Linked DNA regions of Mus musculus: region 1 is linked to region 2. Evidence: chromatin contacts called from public HiChIP or PLAC-seq data. All regions are on one chromosome and are shown on one strand. The core of a region is the stretch at or near the end of the contact, and the rest is flanking DNA. Distances in the headings are between cores, read along the strand shown. Region 1 holds the start of Ldha (lactate dehydrogenase A). Region 2 holds the start of Grwd1 (glutamate-rich WD repeat containing 1).

Region 1 (2,914 bases), core at 68-2,567, 1.0 Mb before region 2:
CAAGCTTCCTTCCTAACCCCCCCACCCCCGCAAGAACCCAAGTTGTATGACCAGCCCAGATCCAGAAGACTGGCAGGCGGGGGAAGGCAGTGCGCGTGCGCAATTTCAGAATCAGGTGTCATATATATAGGTCTAGCGACTGCTGGCCATGGATGAGACCTCTGGCAGGCAGTTCGGCGTCAAAGTTTGGCCCTTACTAGAGCCCAAAGCACAAGCGCGGTGAAGTGGAGCTGGCAGCCACCTTAGCCTGGTGCCAGAGTGAGATCTCAAATGCCACTAACAGGATTAGGGCCTTCACCCACCAGGGCGGGGCCTCATTACCCAGGATGTGGCCGCTAAGGGAAATTTCTTCAGTTCCAAAATGGGGATACAATTGCGGAGGGCCTGAGGCCTGGAGCCCACTCCCACCCCCGCGATGGCCACCTTTCCCAGCAAGCACCATGTCTATTTTTGAAATCGTTCCAAAGTGCAAAAGGACTGGACAAGATCTCTGGGCAAGCAGCCTAGGGCCATCAAGCAGGAATCCGGTCTCCTTACAACCGCTGCTATTTCTAGACAGCCTTGTGAGGTCTCTGCTGACTGGGGGCAGGGCGTGGGGCTCTTCCCTCAGAGAATCTACTTCACGCAAACCTCAAGTCTGTGCTCTATTAGGACAGGGTGCCTCTACTTCCCACCTACGACCCGATGGGTGTCGCAGGCCTCTCAGCTACAGGTTTCCTCCTTCCGTCTAGGGTGCAGAGGAAGGACTGCGACTCTTCCCGCTTCCTCTCCGCACGCAGCGCGCTTAGCACGATCCCCAGTCACACCAGGAGCGAGCCTCTTAACAAAATGCGTTTAGGGCAAGAGCGCCCTATAATCTGCAGGAAACAACCACTCCACCGAGCCCACGCAAAGGAAAATGCAAACCGCACGGCTGCTCCGAAGCACCCGCCCCGGACGTGCCAAGGCTTTTTCGGCCCCCATGGGCTCGAGTTACGGGAGCTCAAGTTTCGCACCGCTCCCTCGCCCCCGTTCGGTGGCTCCCAACCTTCAGGCCAGCCACCCCTTAGTCCTCTTTACACGGGTCTCGCCGCCCCAGGCTGGGTGGGGCCGCCTGCTCAGTTCCCCAAAGCACAGTAGCCCACGCGTGCCCAAATCTGAACACCCTGCACCTCCACCCCGGATAGGGACCCCCTGTGCCGGCAGCGTGGGGCCCAACCGTACCGCTAGTGCACGATGGGGGGGCGACTGGCGAGGAGAAGCAGCGTGGCCCGAGCTCGGCGACAGTGGCTCCAGCACGCAGAGCAGCACGCGGGCGGGGCCTTAAATGGAAGCTCCGCGCTGACGTCAGAGTGGGAGCCCAGCGGACGTGCGGGAACCCACGTGTAGGCTGGGCCGGGGGCGGGCGTCCAGCCGGGCTAGGCGCCACCGAGACCGGGGCGGCGCGCGCAGCACGATGTCCCTGCAAGAGTGGCTCCACGTGTGCTGCGACACCCCAAAGAAAGGCCAACCCGACATGCTCCTCAGCCTCAGAAGCAGGAGCCCGAAATGCATCGATCCTCCGCCTCCTTCACCGGAAAACTTGTGAGACTCAGAAAAAACCCTGGTCACTTTCTTCATTGCTGTTCCCGGCGCCGGGAACAACTCCTGGCAAGCAACAGGCCTTCAGTAAATATTGTGTGAAAGCACATGCCAGCACCGTGCCGGTCTATCCGCCATAGCAGCCTATCAGATGGGCCTTTCTCCTGCCCCACTTCCATCTCCCAAACCATGGGGGGAGGGGGGTGCGGCTCAGCTTCTGATGGCTTGCCAGCTTACATCCATATCTGCCCTCTCCCATGCCATCCCGCAGGCATTTGTGTTTAGCCTTACCAAGGAGTATCAGGGCCCTTGCTTGTTTTCACACACCCCCTCTGCCTTTAAACGTCTTTCTAGAGGTCTCATTAAGCTGTGAGGCCAGTTCCTGTTCCTCTCCCAGCTCCCGATCAACCGTATGTGAATCTTAAGGTACTCCACCACTGATAGGATGTGAAATGGAGTTTGCAACTGCTTTGATTTCCTTAGTGATGGGAAGAACTGTGACTTTCAACCCTGCTCACCCATCTCCCCGGAAGGGATGTGTTCACTGCAGATTAAGGTCTATTACAGTCTTGAGCAAGATTTGAACAAGCTGGTTGCAGGGTGCTGGATATGCAGGGATCATGTGAGAGGGAATGAAGCTCACAGCCCCCCCTTATTTTCGCTTGTCTGTATCCCTTGTGATCTCTTTTATAACAAACAACAGGCTAGGAGTGTGGCCAGGACAGGGACACTTGTCTTGCATACACCAAGGCCTGAGTCCCTCAGCAGAGCGCAAATTTAAAAAAATTAAAAAGTCAAACAGTTGGACCTGGAGAGATGGCTCTGCCATTAATATCACAAAAGCTTGTAACTCCAGATCCAGAGGTTCCAATACCCTCTTGACCTTCATAGAGTCTCTCTCCCCCTATATATAGTTAAAATTATTTTTTTAAAAAAGTCAGAACAAGAGAAATGAAATTTAACTTTTTAAAAGAAAAAAGTGAAGGTGAGTTCTAAGAGACACCAGAGCAAGTAGCAAGCAAGAGGAAGAGGAGAGCCTTGTGGATACCTCAGTGTAGAGTGGTGAGGGGGAAGCACAGGTGGAGATGTAGTAACTACTTGTGCTTATGGTCTTAGATTGGGGGCAGTCCCATGGGACTGAACTATTAACCTGTGGAATACAGTGCTCTAAGCAGAATGTAAACTGGGTTATCAGATGCCCAGGCCAGGTTCATCTGCTAGGAAATTGCTTTGTGCGGAAAACACACGTGTGGAAACCTCATGTGCACACAAGCTCCTTTGACCCCAGAAGGATTCTGGGAAGGGATACTGTTTCTTCCCTTCCCTTAGACCCATATACCCACAGAATGGAAAC
Region 2 (2,855 bases), core at 247-2,746:
CCAGACTGTGACTTCCAACACCTAAAATGATCATCTGACCCCAGACTGTGCCCCGACCAGACTGTGACCCTTCATGTCAGACCTCAATGACCCCTCCCTTTTAGATCCTTGTTGGCTCTGACCTATGACCTCTCCTCCACGAAAGTCCTACCTTTACCTGTCTCCCCCCACTCACCTACCACCCCAGATGCCACCAATCACATCTTCAAGTCCAGCCCTTATTTGTGACCCTTCAGTGATAATCCAGCAGACACTCCACCCCCAGGTCTCCTTTCCCAGATTTCAGCAGGGTCTGAGGCTGGGCTGAGAGGAGGGTCTGGGAGCCCACACCTGACCTTTCCTCCCCTCTCCCGCTCCTACACTGCAGTGTTTGGAATAAAACCATGTTTTTACGCCTCCTCAGTCCAAGCCTGAGTTCTGTGTCTGTCCCTTCAACTTCTCTGGAGAAAAATGGAAACTGAGAACTGAGTCCTTAGGGAGGACAGTCAGACAACAGAAACTGGGCTGGTGGTGTAGCGGAGGCAGGGTGTTGTAATATTCATAACACCCTGAGTTCAGTCCCCAGTCCTAGAAAACAGGAGATTGGGGAAAGCACAGTCAACCCCAGGAAGCGGCAAGAGTCCAGGGGAGAGGGGTGGAGAGGTGACAGGGCAGAGACAACACCCCCAAGAGTAGAGATACAAAAAGGGATGCACAAATTAGGACCAAATCTAGAGACCTACTCCTTGCTACTGGCAAGAATGATTTGATGGGTTATTTTATGCAAATGGAGAGTGGCCAACCCACGCCTTGAATCTCCTTAATCTCACCAGTGAGGATCTGTTTCCAATATTTCATTACTCCAATTAACCAAAACTCGGGTGTACATGGGTAGATAAAGAGAGCTGACTCAGTTGTAGCAGCAGCCTCAAGAGAGACTTTCTGATTAAGTGCCTGCTGACCAGAGCTGCCCTGGGAATGCCTGGTTGGGAAATGGTCTGCCCCTGGAGGATAGATCCAATCCACTAACTTATACATAATGTCCAGCCTGTCTACCCTAAAGCATTTTGAAATAATTTAAAACCATCATAACAAGGAGAGGAGAAGAAATCGGCCTTAAAGGTCCTCGGGGAACAGAAGCCCAGTCTCCTTGCCAGTAAGTGCTCGTTTACATACATGAATAATTAACTAAATGGAAAGACAACCCTGGGAATGAAAGGTGGAAGATGGAGAGGGCTCTGAAGCCGAGGACTTCTGTAGAACTACAACTCCCAGAAGGTCTTGCCATTGCTGCGCGGAAGAATTCCCCAAGGTCACACGAAAGACAAAATTGCTCCTAATATAAGTCTTCTCACTGAGCCAGGACGCGGTTACTTTGTGGCGGCCATCTCTCTGCGCATTACCTTCTTCTGGCTGGTTCACAGGTTTCCAAGGTAACAGTACAGTGGGACGGGTCTTAGACTGTGGGAGGTGAAACCCGGAAGTGACGCTCTCACTTCGCGTCCGGGGCAAGAAGGTTCGAAGATGGCGGCGCGCAAGGGCCGGAGTCGCACGTGTGAAACCGGAGAACCCATGGAGGCTGAAACCTGCGACCCAGGAACCGAAGGCCCATCCCAGGTCTACCTGCCCGGCAGAGGGCCGCCACTGAGCGAGGGAGAGGAGCTGGTAATGGATGAAGAGGCCTACGTGCTGTACCATCGTGCGCAAACTGGTAGGCAGAGGGACCTGACTCTCGGGTCCAGGGAAATGAAAGGCCTGTCTTGGGGTCTGGGGGACGAAGGGTCTGGAGTCTGAGGATTGTGACCCTGCAGACTGCCGGCCTTTGGAGGAGGTGGAGGCCGAGTTCCCAGTCTCTCGTTCCTACTCAGCAACTCTAATCTCCCCGCCCATCCCTAGGCGCCCCTTGTCTCAGCTTTGACATAGTTCGAGATCACTTGGGCGACAACCGGACAGAGCTCCCTCTCAGTCTTTACCTGTGTGCGGGAACCCAGGCGGAGAGCGCCCAGAGCAATAGGTGAGACCCAGGACCTTTGCAAGACATCCACAAGGCCCCACGCATTAGGGCTCTCTGCTAATGCCAGACCTAAAAGTCTGGGACCCCAGCCTCCCTCCTCCTTCAACATCCCGGCACTCAGTTTCTAACCCGTATTTGCTTCCCCAGACTGATGATGCTTCGGATGCACAATCTCCATGGCACCAGGCCGTCACCCTCAGAGGGCAGTGATGACGATGAGGAAGATGAAGATGAAGAGGATGAGGAGGAGCAGAAACCTCAGCTGGAACTGGCCATGGTTCCTCACTACGGTGGCATCAACCGAGTTCGGGTACAGTCTTTCCAGGGGCTTGTTAAGGATTCTCTGCAGCACACCCCTCCCCCTAGATCCAAATGTCTCTCAGTACCTCCTCCAGCCCCTCAGCTTCTCTCCCTCCCCCCTCATTTTCAGACATTTTCACTCTATGAGCTGATAAACAGATAATAAAGGCTGAAACAGCTCCTGATTGTGGTGAAACGCAAGGGTGTTACTGAGCTGTTGCTTAGGAACTGAGGCAGGATAGAATGAGTTCAAAGGCAGCTTAGTGGTAGAGCGCTCACCTCAAGTTCAATAAATAGAGCACTTTATGATCAGGTAGATGAGCAAAAAAGGGAGACGGTATACAAGGAGCATGTAGAGCAAAAGCCAACCCGTAGCTGGACCTGTCTCTGTTGGACCTGTATCTGTTACATTATTCCCAGAAGGTTTAGCCTGTAGACAGAAAGCTCTGGGCCCATGAACATAACATACTAGTGGGAAAGGGAACAAGAGAAAGCTTGTAGTTTGTTACAAGATGCTGAGTGTGGTAGTATAAGGGTGTTCCTAGGGTAGAGTTGTTTTTTG

The links. HiChIP or PLAC-seq counts read pairs in DNA pulled down with a chosen protein or histone mark.
Region 1: an HNF4G HiChIP or PLAC-seq map of pancreatic cancer cells shows a contact between it and region 2. The contact joins the promoter of Ldha here to the promoter of Grwd1 in region 2. A contact is called at or near these places in 1 of 39 promoter capture datasets (cranial neural crest) and 1 of 115 datasets of contacts at active chromatin or transcription factors (pancreatic cancer cells).

The regions. Positions count from the first base shown.
Region 1 is chr7:46,844,207-46,847,120 of GRCm38.p6, reverse strand. It overlaps Ldha (lactate dehydrogenase A), which reads right to left and starts at 1,317. Exons shown (of 8, transcript NM_010699.2): 1 at 1,204-1,317.
Region 2 is chr7:45,829,430-45,832,284 of GRCm38.p6, reverse strand. It overlaps Grwd1 (glutamate-rich WD repeat containing 1), which reads left to right and starts at 1,496. Exons shown (of 7, transcript NM_153419.2): 1 at 1,496-1,690; 2 at 1,876-1,993; 3 at 2,141-2,303. The coding sequence starts at 1,504. It also overlaps a transcript of Grin2d not described here.